3 separate regions of the Gossypium arboreum genome follow, and regions 2 and 3 are each linked to region 1. Evidence: chromatin contacts called from public Hi-C data. All regions are on one chromosome and are shown on one strand. The core of a region is the stretch at or near the end of the contact, and the rest is flanking DNA. Distances in the headings are between cores, read along the strand shown. Region 1 holds the start of LOC108480188. Region 2 holds the start of LOC108483628. Region 3 holds the start of LOC108480259 (B3 domain-containing protein REM16).

The links. A called contact is a pair of places that touch in the nucleus more often than the background predicts.
Region 2: a contact with region 1 is called in a Hi-C map of leaf, with 2.3 times the contacts expected there. The contact joins the promoter of LOC108483628 here to the promoter of LOC108480188 in region 1. A contact is called at or near these places in 2 of 5 Hi-C or Micro-C datasets (both in leaf).
Region 3: a Hi-C map of leaf shows a contact between it and region 1, with 3 times the contacts expected there. The contact joins the promoter of LOC108480259 here to the promoter of LOC108480188 in region 1. A contact is called at or near these places in 2 of 5 Hi-C or Micro-C datasets (both in leaf).

What each region holds. Positions count from the first base shown.
Region 1 is chr1:77,346,267-77,350,301 of ASM2569848v2, reverse strand. LOC108480188 reads left to right here and starts at 1,980. Exons shown (of 10, transcript XM_017783090.2): 1 at 1,980-2,880; 2 at 3,005-4,035. The coding sequence starts at 2,119. It overlaps LOC108483116 (a long non-coding RNA gene), which reads right to left and starts at 373. Exons shown (of 5, transcript XR_008283524.1): 1 at 134-373.
Region 2 is chr1:76,886,493-76,890,527 of ASM2569848v2, reverse strand. It overlaps LOC108483628, which reads right to left and starts at 2,004. Exons shown (of 2, transcript XM_017787122.2): 1 at 1,812-2,004; 2 at 526-1,517. The coding sequence starts at 1,486. The coding sequence ends at 776.
Region 3 is chr1:77,068,272-77,072,306 of ASM2569848v2, reverse strand. It overlaps LOC108480259 (B3 domain-containing protein REM16), which reads left to right and starts at 2,292. Exons shown (of 6, transcript XM_053029141.1): 1 at 2,292-2,742; 2 at 3,154-3,695.

The DNA.
Region 1 (4,035 bases), core at 731-3,230:
ATCAATTATTCGAGATATTCAGAAGAGGTGCATTCATTTTCAAACAATAGAGTTCAAGCATATCCCCCGATCAGATAATATACGTGCCCATCAGATTGCAAAAGAAGCTTTAGAGAGCGGAGTCACCTCTTACCTGGTACAAGGAGAACCGAATTTGCACGACTCGCCTTCGGAAGGTCGTTGGGCAAGAGATCCAGACTAGAAGACGATGATGAGGAATGGAAGAGTTATGAAGATAGCAATGAATGTTTATTTTTTGGGCAAGGCTATCGACTGAAAGGCTGGATAAGACTGAAATAACGATTCGTATAGTAATGTGGAGTACAACTGTTGTTGAAATGACTGGGGTAGAGTAGGCTGCTTTTTCTAGATTCATCTATTAGGTTGTCGGTTTATATTTCTTTAGCTGTTTCATTTTTGTTTTTAGGAAACTTGCCTGTTCGGCTTTGCTCCGGATAGGGCTTTTATTTTCTTTGTTTCTTAGGCAGGTCTGTGGCCCATTTTTTCTGTTCATTATATATATAAAAGCCCAGTCGTCTCTATTTCAAAATATATATATATATATATATAGTTGTATACTTGTAGTGTCTTTGGTGGATTCTTATGCTTTTTCTTTTAATGTGTTGATTTTTTATTTTCTCAAATTTTCTTAAAGCAGAATTGCAAAATTTGTCCCTAAGTTTTTTCTTTTCTTTTTCATTGTTATTTAATTTTTTTCTTTTTCTGAATGTCGCCCACATTATTGAAATTTTTGTCAAAAAAATTCAATTTTAATTAACAACTTTGTTAACTAGCATGACATCTTATTTGATGATTTTACTAATGCCATTACTGATGTAATGTGACACCTCATTTGATAACTTTATTGATGCGGCATGACATATCATTTATCATATAGTATTTTGGATTAAAATTATAAAAATTAAGTATTTAAAATTTTATAAAAATATAAAAAATTATAAAAAAATGTAAATAATTTATTGAAAAATTTGAGTCAAAACGTGATATTCTTTATGCATTGATCATCATTGATAACAATGGGTCCCCTCAATTGATTAAGAATGCATAGGAGGCGATGCCAGAGGCCACACTTTAATTATGGAATTGAGTTTGTTTGATGGGTCTTGAGGCAGTTCATGCTCCAGTGCCATTGATAGTTAAGGATGCAAGTGTAGGGATCGTGGAGGATGTATGACAATGTTGATGCAAATTGCAAGGCGTGAAGAGCGAGATAGTTTAGTAGATGTATCGTTTTTCTATTAGAATTGGTGTGTATTGATAACGTTATATTTCAATGTATTATTTTAAATTTATCAATATTTTTTAAAAAATATTTAATATATATATAAATATTTACAAATATCAAATGATTATATTAAATAAATTTTAATATAAAATATTCATGCACCAATCGGTACATAATGTTTCAGGAAAAGTTTGTATTATTCATTAATATAATGATAAAAATTATAAATTTTATATTATTTAATATTATTCATGTATAAGTAAGTGGAACGGTACATATTGATATAATGGTTGGAACCGACTACATTAGTAAAGAAAGTAAAAAAGTGATGCGGGAACCAAGTGAAGTTAGGGTTTTAGGTGATTTGTTGGATGACAAGATTAGAATTAATGAAAGAGTAAGGAAAAACACGGTGGCAATTTTGTTGAACATAGTTAATGATACGACAAGAAAAGGGACGAAAGAAGTGAAAAAAAGAGAGCTGGATTACTTATTTGAGTAATTTTAGACCCAAGTCAAGTTAATTTTGAGTTGGATTGAAAATAAATTCAGGTTGAAATCATATCGACTTCAGGTGAATTTGAGTTTTGTTGATAAAATCAAGTTAAATTGAGTTTAAATTCATCATATCGGATTTTTGATTTGTTTGTAGAGAGTATTAAACCCATTTTAATTAGGCCCAAGGTTTAAAATTGAAAGGCCTGGTATTGGAAGGGACAAAAAGGTTGGCATATGCGGCTAGAAAATTCCATTTTTATAGACCGTCCTTACCATCTATATATATAAACAACCATTTTCCTCCCGCCATCCTCTTGAACAGCGGCTTCAACGGAATTTCCCAATCTTTTCCTTTATTTTTTCGAATTAAAATTATGCTTCGTTACTGCTTAAGATCTCGTCGGCGTTGCTATCTTCATTATACGCGACGGTTTTCCTCCTTTTCTCCCAACTCCGTTGAATCCCCTAACAATCTCAAAAACCGGCAACCCGTCCCTTCCCAATCACCGCCGCCGCAAAATTTTCAAACTCAGCTTTCAACTCGCCCTTCTGCAACGGTTTCTCTTTCTCGAAATTCCGTTTTGGCCCTCTCCGCCACTCTCCTCTCCGCTATCGTTGCTTCCGTCGCTGTTTTATCTGCCAATAAAGGCAATGAAGCCTCCGGCGGTAACGGTAACCCTAGCCCTAGGAGAAGTCCTCTTTACGACTCAATCGAGCACACGATGCAAAAATCGAACGAGTCCTTCAGGAGGATCGTCCACCAAGCCAAACAAACCAGCGTTGCCGCCTCTGTTTTGTGGCAATCGTTGAGGTCGGTGATGTCATCCGCAAACCACGAAGTTCGGGCTGGGTTCGAGCTACGCGTGGCGTCTTTGCTTGCGGACATTGCCGCTGCCAATGCGAGCCGCAGAGCGGCGATTGTGAACGCTAGTGGCGGCGCGGTAGTTGATTGGCTCCTGGAGACGGTAGCAGTGGGCAAAGCAGATGTTTGCGGCAGTCAGGCTGAGGCGGCGAGGGCATTGGCTTACTTAATTGCGGATCCCGACGTGCGCAAAGACGTGCTTGGAAGACCAGGCGCCGTTTCCTATCTGTTGAGGTTCATTTTTTCATGTCAACCTCAAAATAAATCTAAAAGGGTACGTGTTTATTTCTTTTTGTTATATACTGATTATGAAAATGTAACTTTTTTGCACCCTAATCTTGTTGGTGCTTCTAAGTTTTTTGTTTTACCATTGATAAATAGCTTTTGTGTGGGAGCAGCATTCGGGTCGTAGTTCATTCGATATTTCTGATTCTTTGAAAGGTAGAAGTATGCTTGTGGCTGCTATAATGGATATTGTTACATCCAATTGTGAGTGTGTAGAAAAGGAATCTTTTAAGCCTTGGCTACCGGGAAATGCAGAAATGAGAGATATTGCTGCAGCTGTTCAAGTTATTGAAGAAGGTGACATGCATTTAGACGAGGGAGAGAGAAATGATGATGATGATGATGGTGGAAGAGGGATGAAAGGGATTGGAATTAAAATTCTTGAAGGGACGACTGCTATAGGGCTGTCGAGAACATCTGAGCATATGACATTAGATCATTCAAATGATACCCCTTCAGAATTAGATAGGGATACTCCGAGAACACTTGCATTGATGAATAAGCATGGTAGTTCAGTGGAACAAGCCAATTTGTCAGCTGCTGTTGTTCCTGGTCTTTGGGATGATTTGCATTCTCAGCATGTTGCTGTGCCTTTCGCTGCGTGGGCATTAGCCAACTGGGCAATGGCGTCGGAGATCAATAGGTCTCATATTGAAGAATTGGATCGAGACGGAGAGGCTGTCATGTGTGCTTTACTAGCACCTGAGAGATCTGTGAAATGGCATGGTAGCTTGGTGGCTCGGTTGCTATTGGAAGATCATAATCTTCCCTTAAATGACTCTGTCTCTGATTGGGCATCCAGTCTTCTTTCTACTGCTTCACATGCAAGCAAAAATGAAGACATTTCCTTATCTCAAATGGCTTTATCGGCTTTTATAGTTGCTGTTGAGAGGAGCCACCAAGCTCGGAGGACTGTAATGGAGAAGGGTCTTGAACTGATGAGGGTAACTGCAAAGATAACATCAAAGCATCAGCAGGTTCAAGAAGCTCTTGCAAAAGCTTTGGAATTGCTCTCAACTGAGGACTCGCATTTATCTATTGAAGAAAGTCAAAAGTGGTCTGGTATTCTGCTTTCTTGGGTTTTTGGAAAATCTTCCTCCAATGAAATTCGGTCCTCTGCCATAAGAATTCTTTCTTGCATTCT
Region 2 (4,035 bases), core at 755-3,254, 460 kb after region 1:
GGAGCTATAATCACTGAAGTTTGTTATATAAACAACTATGCAAGCACAAAGAATTGCTGTCACTCAGGCCCAGAAAGGGAACCATTTTACTATCACTACATTAAAAAAATCTTTCGTTCATAGTCTCAAATGAAAGGGTAAAGAGCAGTGGAAACTGAACTGAGTATGACTAATGTCAAATGCTTATAACAAAGCTTTAACTGCAGAGAGAAACAACTCCACCTACACTACCGATATTTAACCGCCCATCTAAATCAACTCAGCTATCCTCCCTCATATACTAAGGAAATAACCATGAAATATAGAAGGCCAAGACAAAATCTATTCAGATCGCAAGAAGTTCTAACTTATGAATAGCTAGACACATAAAATACTGCTACATTTTATGTTACCCAACACTTGAAGATATTATGACTGGAATTAGGATAAATAAGCTGAAAACACATGACCTTGCTCTCATGCCTCAATAATCTTGCTGAAACCAAGGATGCGCAGGGAGAAAAGAAAAAGAGCCAAATTAGTGTATTGTAGTTGCTAAAACACATTGATGCTTTTCAGCCATAGAGGACAGCGAAAGATATTCCAAAGCATAAATACAAAGGCGAACCAACAGATGAACCAAAAATCAACAGGGGAAGTACTATACAAAAAATTCCTCAATCACTAAGTAAAAGACAAAAAGGTAAATGAAAATGCATTTATTAGATTTACACAAGATATCGGATTGGCACTCCTAAAATAAGTTAGCAATTTATGCTTTGATAGCAGATATGGTCTATTGGTAAATCATTGCAAAGATAACACAAACAATGATAAACAGAAACAGCATCTTCAGATAATGATCCTGCTGGCCTTGTGCGGTGCGATGATGATGGTGGTGGTGGTGATGATGGTATCCATGAGCATGGCCACCATGATATGAACTTGGAAAGCCATATGGAAAACCAGCAGCTGGACCAAACATAGCCGCATCAGGAAATCCATGGACCTGAAGGTTAAACAAGGATGGGATAAGACCACCAAAAGCAGCAGAGAGAGTGAAATTCCCAAATCGAGCGGTTGCCATTGGTGCAAAACCTCCCAAGCCTCCCATGAACCCGAACCCATTTTGGGGAAACTGAATAGGTGGTGGTGGAGGAGCCGTTTCAGGTCTCTGTCCAGCTGGACGATTCGGAATATTAACACCCGGAATAGATTTGGACCTAGGATCAGTAGATGATTTCCCCCTTCCATACAAGGGAACCAATTTTTGTTCCTCAACAAGGGCTTTACAAACAGGACATTCCTGAGAACGGGAATGAATATGAAGCCATTTGTAAAGGCAAGGCCAGCAGAAAAGATGCCCACATAAAGTGACAATAGGGTCTTGAGCTAAGTCAAAGCAAATATTGCACTCAAAATCACCAGCATCACCATTAGCATTACTGGTGGAGCAAGATGGATTGTGGGGAGAATGGCTCGCTGATTCCCCAAACCCACCTGCCATTTCTTTTCCTAGACCTCCGAAACTCCGATTCCTACAAAAATCGAATTGGAACCAAAACAAACACCAATCATAAAATTCACCAGTATCAGAAAATTGCAGGAATTTCCCCAAAAATTGAAGGCTGTAATATAAAAACCAAAGCCTCTAAAGACTCAAATCATCTCAAATTCAAAAAAACCTCAGATCTCTTATGAAAATCAGCCTAACTAATTAAAACAAAATCTTTCCCGATTAATTAACGACAAAAATCGCGATTCAACGGCAATAAAAAAACAAATCTAGCTTTTTAAAATATAATGAAGAGAGAGAAATATGAATTACTGACCTTCAAAGAGATATTGAAGAGATAGAAGGACCGATCGATATGGCAATCGACCGATCCAAAGAAGTCAAAAATAAATAAATAAATAAAAAGAAAAAAGATGAAGATCGCAGAAGAAAACTCTTCGAAGAAACTTGGTATTTATTTACCGACGCGTTAACAGCTAAAAGATTCCCATCGTTCCTCTTTCCTATGTTTTAATACGCAATAGCGTTTGAGCTTTTGAATCCCCACGTGGCAACAATCTGTAGGTTCATTTCTCTTGACTCCTTGATGACCCGTTATTAGATTGCGCCTGTGGTTTGGATAGGCAACTACCGGCGTTAGAATGTTAACGCGTAAACGCTACGCTCCAATTATCGCATTGACTTTGTCCTTTTTTTATTAATATAGCATTTGATACCTGAGTTTGTCTTTTATATTCAATTTGGTACATGAGTTTGGCTTTAAGGTCTAATTTGATACAAATGGTATTATGTGGTTCAATGAATATTTGACATATGAACTCTAGTAAAAAAGTGACAAAAAATAAAATTAAATATTGAAGCTAAAGTTGGGTAATTAGGACCAAAAGAACTCAAATATCAAATTGAAAAGTTTAAGCACCAAATCGAACATTGAAGCCGAACTTAGATACTGAATTGAAACAAAAATACTTAAGTAGCATGTTAAACAATTAAATCAAATTCAAGTACTAAATTATATTTAAACCCTTATTAATTTTAAGAATTTAAAAAAAATGGCTCAGGTACCGGACTAATCCTTAATATAGCCAAATTTTTTGTTTTTACGTTAGGTAACTTGTACGTAAAGATATATGTATTTATATAATTTATTTTAATAAAAATTTAATTTTATATAATTAATTTAAGTAATCATTACTAAAAGATAAGGAATGTTAGATTTCTATGGGCATGGTCTCTCAAAATAGATGTAAATAAATTAGATATATTATAAATGCAATAAATAATAATATTATTTCGAATTCTAAAATAAGTATTTGCGTAATTGCTAATAATATTTTTGTTTTGATAATCATACTTGAAAGTAATTGTGAATAGGTTGTTTTAGTTAATATTATTAGTAAAATAATTAATTATAATTATTTTTAGTTTAAATATTATATAAATAATAATTAATCACATTTAAAATTTTTATTTGGATAGAATTATATCTAAAGTAATTTTTAATATGTTATTTTAATTAATATTAATTATTTTTAGTTTAAGCATTATATTATAATATTTTATCATATTTACTCGAGAATGTGGAAGAATAAAACTACCCGCATGATTAGATTTTAGGCATCATACTTCTAAGACCAATATAATAAAAATACTGACAATAGTTCATAAATGTTTAATGCGTAAATTTATTGAGTTATCAATTCAAAATATTTTTTTATTCAATGAAGAATTTTTTAAATTTTTTTCAATATCATAGAATTATATTTAACGTTGTTAGTAATATAGATCTAATTTAACTATTAGTTAGTTAGCAGATGTAGCAGTTAGTCTGTTACACCTATGTTAGTTCTCAATTCTGTTATTTCTCTTTTCTTTTTTAAGTTGTATATAACTAAGCCTTTGAATGGTGAAAAAGAACTCTTAACAATTCCCTTACACTCCTTTTCTACATGGTATCAGATGTAAAATTCTCTTGCATTTTTCTACATTTTCTCGCTTCCCAAACACTCTGTTTCTTTGATTTTCATTGGTTTCTTTCTTTCCAATGGCACTCTATGATCCTACACTACCTTCTAGTCCTTATTACCTTCATCCAAATGAAAATCTAGCCTTAGTTCTTGTTTTTCCTGCCTTATCAAGCTCGAATTATCATTCTTGGTCTCGAGAAATGAAACTGGCGCTCTTATCCAAGAACAAGCTTCAATTTGTTGATGGCACAATCACAATGTAAGGCCCAAATTTTACCCTTAGTCCAAATACAATACCCAAACTCAATTTATAAACCCTAATAGCCCAAGCCCACTATGTTAAAAAAAAAAATTTCAGCAGCCACCAAAGTTTTTAGCCGCATGCCTTCAGCCACCAGCCTTCTCACGCGCGCCACCACCGCTCGGGGCGCCAATCACCGGCCTTCCACGCGTCTGACACTCCCATGACCTGCAAACATTTGGAAAAGAGGAAAATTGGCAGCAAGAAGAACAAGTAGTAGCAGAGAATAAAACAACAATATTTTAATATGGGAATCGGCTATAAAGCCGAAA
Region 3 (4,035 bases), core at 1,043-3,542, 280 kb after region 1:
ATCGCTCTGAGACGCATACATTTCATATATCCTGCTGAGATGGGACAATTACATCTGAAATCTATTCTATGAAAATTGGGGTCTGAGGTGATTTTGCTTTGTATAATCATAGGTGGAAGTCTACGTAGAGGTCTCAATCGACGGTCGTTATGCGATCATGGATCAAAGTATAACGAGAGAGTCAGTTGACGGTTGTTACATAGTCACGAGCTTAAAATTTTCGGATACTCGGAAATGTTGCCTTGTAAATACCATATAGAAGTTTGAGGGCATAATCATAGGGAAAAACTATGGGGCTTCTCACTATAATCGGTGTAATTTTTTCCTCTATTTTCACGCAACGAAATATTTAATCTTCCTTCTTATCTGAAGGTCGACACTACCGTGGACGTAGGAAGACTCCCAAGCAGGGAGCAACTGTTGCGGTACAGTAAATGTGATGCTCAACGGTTTCCATTATTAAACAACCCATTAATAATTACAACTGCTACCGTGCCGACCCGAGTTTGACTTCTACTATGCCGGAACATCTGTTCTTTGCCTGAGAGTCCTCTTGTGTTCACCTCGGTGTCAGCCATCAGATAAGAATGAAATGTTAAATATACCGACTGTCTGGAAATAAAGAAAAAATTACATTGATTACATCAGAAATCCTTTCGTTTTCCCCTATTATTTTTGGCCTCAATCTTATGTATGATATATATAAGGCATCATTTGCGGGTATCCAAAAAGCTTGAACTCGTGGCTACAAAACGACCATCAACTAGCCCCTAGTTATACTTGAAACTGTGACCACGTCACGGCCGTCAACAGGGACCTCCACCTAGACATCAACCGGTGACCATATCAAGCACTATCACCCCAAATCCTAACTTCCTTAGGATGGGTTTATGAGGTAATGGTTCTTTCCGCCATGAAATATGAAATATATCTGTTCTAAGGCACATTATTACATTCTCGACCCCTCAAATCTACTTATAAATTTTTTGCAATTTCACCTCTAAACTCTGACCCTAAACCCTTAAAAAATCCTAACCCTAACAAAACCCCTCTACCTAACAAAATAAAAAACCCTAACCCTAGGAGAGAGAGGGGGAAAGCGCGTCCAGCTAGGCATGTTTTCCCTTTCTCTCTCTAAAAATGACTTATTTCTCTAAATTTGAAAAAAAAAACGACCTAAAAGGCCAAATAAAAAAATTTGGCATATATTGTTAATTTACCGAAGGAATACCAACAAAACTTGAGAGGATACCGAAAATTATGAAGGTTAACAATTTTTGGTTTGTTTTAGTAACTTTTTTCATTTATTTAATTTTTCACATTAAAAAAGTATCATCAAATATAATTTTTCAATACCAAAATTTGGCATTACAAATTTAAAATTTAATGATTATAATTTTTCCGTAAAAAATTTCATTAAAATTTCATTATATTTAAGAATAATATTTTTTACTCAAAACTATATATCGTACCAAATTCTTTTTTTGAAACAATATGAAAAATTATGAGATAATATAAAAAAGAATATAAAAATTCTAAGAAATATAAAAATTATGATAGAATACAAAAAAATTATGATGAAATATAAAAAAATTGAAGTAAAAAAATTTACGAGAGAATATTAAAAGAATATGAGATAGTATCAAAAAAATGAGGAGATATAAAGTTTGGTTCTCTTAATAAATTTATTTTATTTTATTTACTTAATTATTATAAAAAACACCAAAAATTATGATAATATATAAATTATTAACTTGTAATCTATTCAATAGATATAGTGTCTAAAAAACCTATTCAATAGGTAAAAGTTTATCATAATTTCTTTTTGAGTAAATTACACTAACAGTCACTCAATTTTGATGCAGTTGGCAAAACAACCACTCTGATTTTAATTTAACCACTCAACTTTTGAAAAATAACAAATCGGTCATTTTAACCATTTTTATTACAAACCTAACAGAAAAGTGACATGGCATCCTACTGTGTAAATGACCCCAATTTAAAACCTTAGCTGGGTTGGGCAGTAAAAGAAAAAGAACCAAAGAAGAAGAATGAAAAAAAAGAGGAAGAGGAGGAGGAGGAGAATTAGAGAAAAAGTATAGAGTAGTTCAACAGCAGCATGAGGTTGTGGATCACGGTAACGACAGTGGACAAGCTTCACAGAGAATAGTTCCAATGACGAGAAGGATCGAGAACTTTCCTTCACCATATTTAACTAAATGCACCATCTCATCTCATTTTGAGGTCATTTCCATTTCTTTTTCTTGTACTCATTATTATTATTATTATTATTGCGAACATTTAATAACCTAATCTTCTGTTTTATCACTCAAAAAATACCAACACAGCGAAGACATCTAATATCATATCTATCTTAGCAAGGAAATCCGAAGGGGAATGAAAATGAGTCTCCAAATCCAAACTCAATCCTTGTCGACACACTTCCTTCCACCCTTCCCTCCAAAACCCAAATTCCTTCAAGCAAAACCCAAACCCTCATTCAAATTATGCTCCTCGCTCTCCACTGTTTCAGTCCCACCAACAAAAACCAGCCACAAGTCATTTCCCGCTGAGGTTTCCAAGACCATAATGGAAATGTTTTTTATAGGGACCCTTTCCACTTTAGCTTAAGATGGGTGGCCATTGAGTGTTGGTGTAAGCCTTGTTGTCCATGCTGAGGGCACCCCTATTTTGTGCTTGCCTCAACCTTCTCCTGGGAACCGCTCCACCCTTAATGTTCAGGTAAATTTCTTTTATATCCATATGTCTCTATTTAAACTTCTTTTTGGATAGATATTGACATAATTTACATGTTTATATTTGGATGTTTTTATTCATATTTGGGTAGCTGGTTGTGATATTTCTACAGTTAGGTTGCAATATTTGTTTCTGATTTTGGCAATATTGGAAGTTGTGGTTTGGCAACATAACAATGTAGCTTAGAGGGTATAAATTGGAAGTTGTGGTTTGGATTTTGGCCTGGGTTTTGGTCTATGACAAAAAATATTAATGAGTAATTAATTTATCACTTTTTAATAATGTTAATGATTATTATTTTTCAAAAATTAAGTGATTAAATTAAAATTAAAGTGATAATTTTATCATTTGTATCAAAATTGAATAACTGATAGTGTAATTTATTATTTTTTTAAGCTCACAGCAGAACCGGCCACCCACTTCTAGTCCCTTATCCGGACCAAACATGATGGGGTTGTGGAAACCAGACCAAACGGCGCTGTCCCCGAAGTTGAAACGTGGGAAATGTTAACTGCCAAGTGCCATGTTTTCTAAACTATTTGTTATGTTCTTAATCCACTCCATAACAAAAAAGGCTCGCCCTTTAAGACGTCCTTATAAAGAGACTCCTGCCCTACGGGTCCACTACTCCAGCTCAGTCTCAGTCTCAGTCTCAGTCTCAGCTCCACCAACTCCATCCTTCTCTCTGGTACAAACAATTCGATCATCTTTACTAATTTTTGTTTGCTTTAGTTTTAACTTCTCAGTAATGCCTTTGGCTTCTTCAGTGACCCAGAATTTTAAAACTAAATGAACTATAATAGCAAAGCATTTATTTCAGAATGATGAAAACCAGCCTGCAGATGAATTGTACTTTTCATAGCTAATAACTTACAACTTTTGGGTTTTTCTTTTTATTTTCTTCCATTTTCTTTGACTTCTGGGTTGAACCCATTAAGGTGAGCAGTCTGCTTCCTTCTTTAGATAGATCTTCTGTTGGTAGTGCAAAAAATATTCAGTTGGGGAAAATTCTCTTACTGTTGCAGGAAATATTTTTGATTGTGGAAAATTCTCTGCTGTTTTAAAAAACTGACACTATTATTTTAATAGTAGGTTCTTCTTCTCTTTTTCTCTTGTCTGTTTCTTTTTGCAGTTTTTTGGGTCAAAATTTTTCGACTAATTTTTTGTTTTTTTTTCCCGATTCTTTTCTAGAAAACCTTTATAAATATAGAAGTTCTGTGTTAACGTTAGGGGCGATCTTCACTACAAGATTACGGCGAATTTACTTCTAAGACAGCC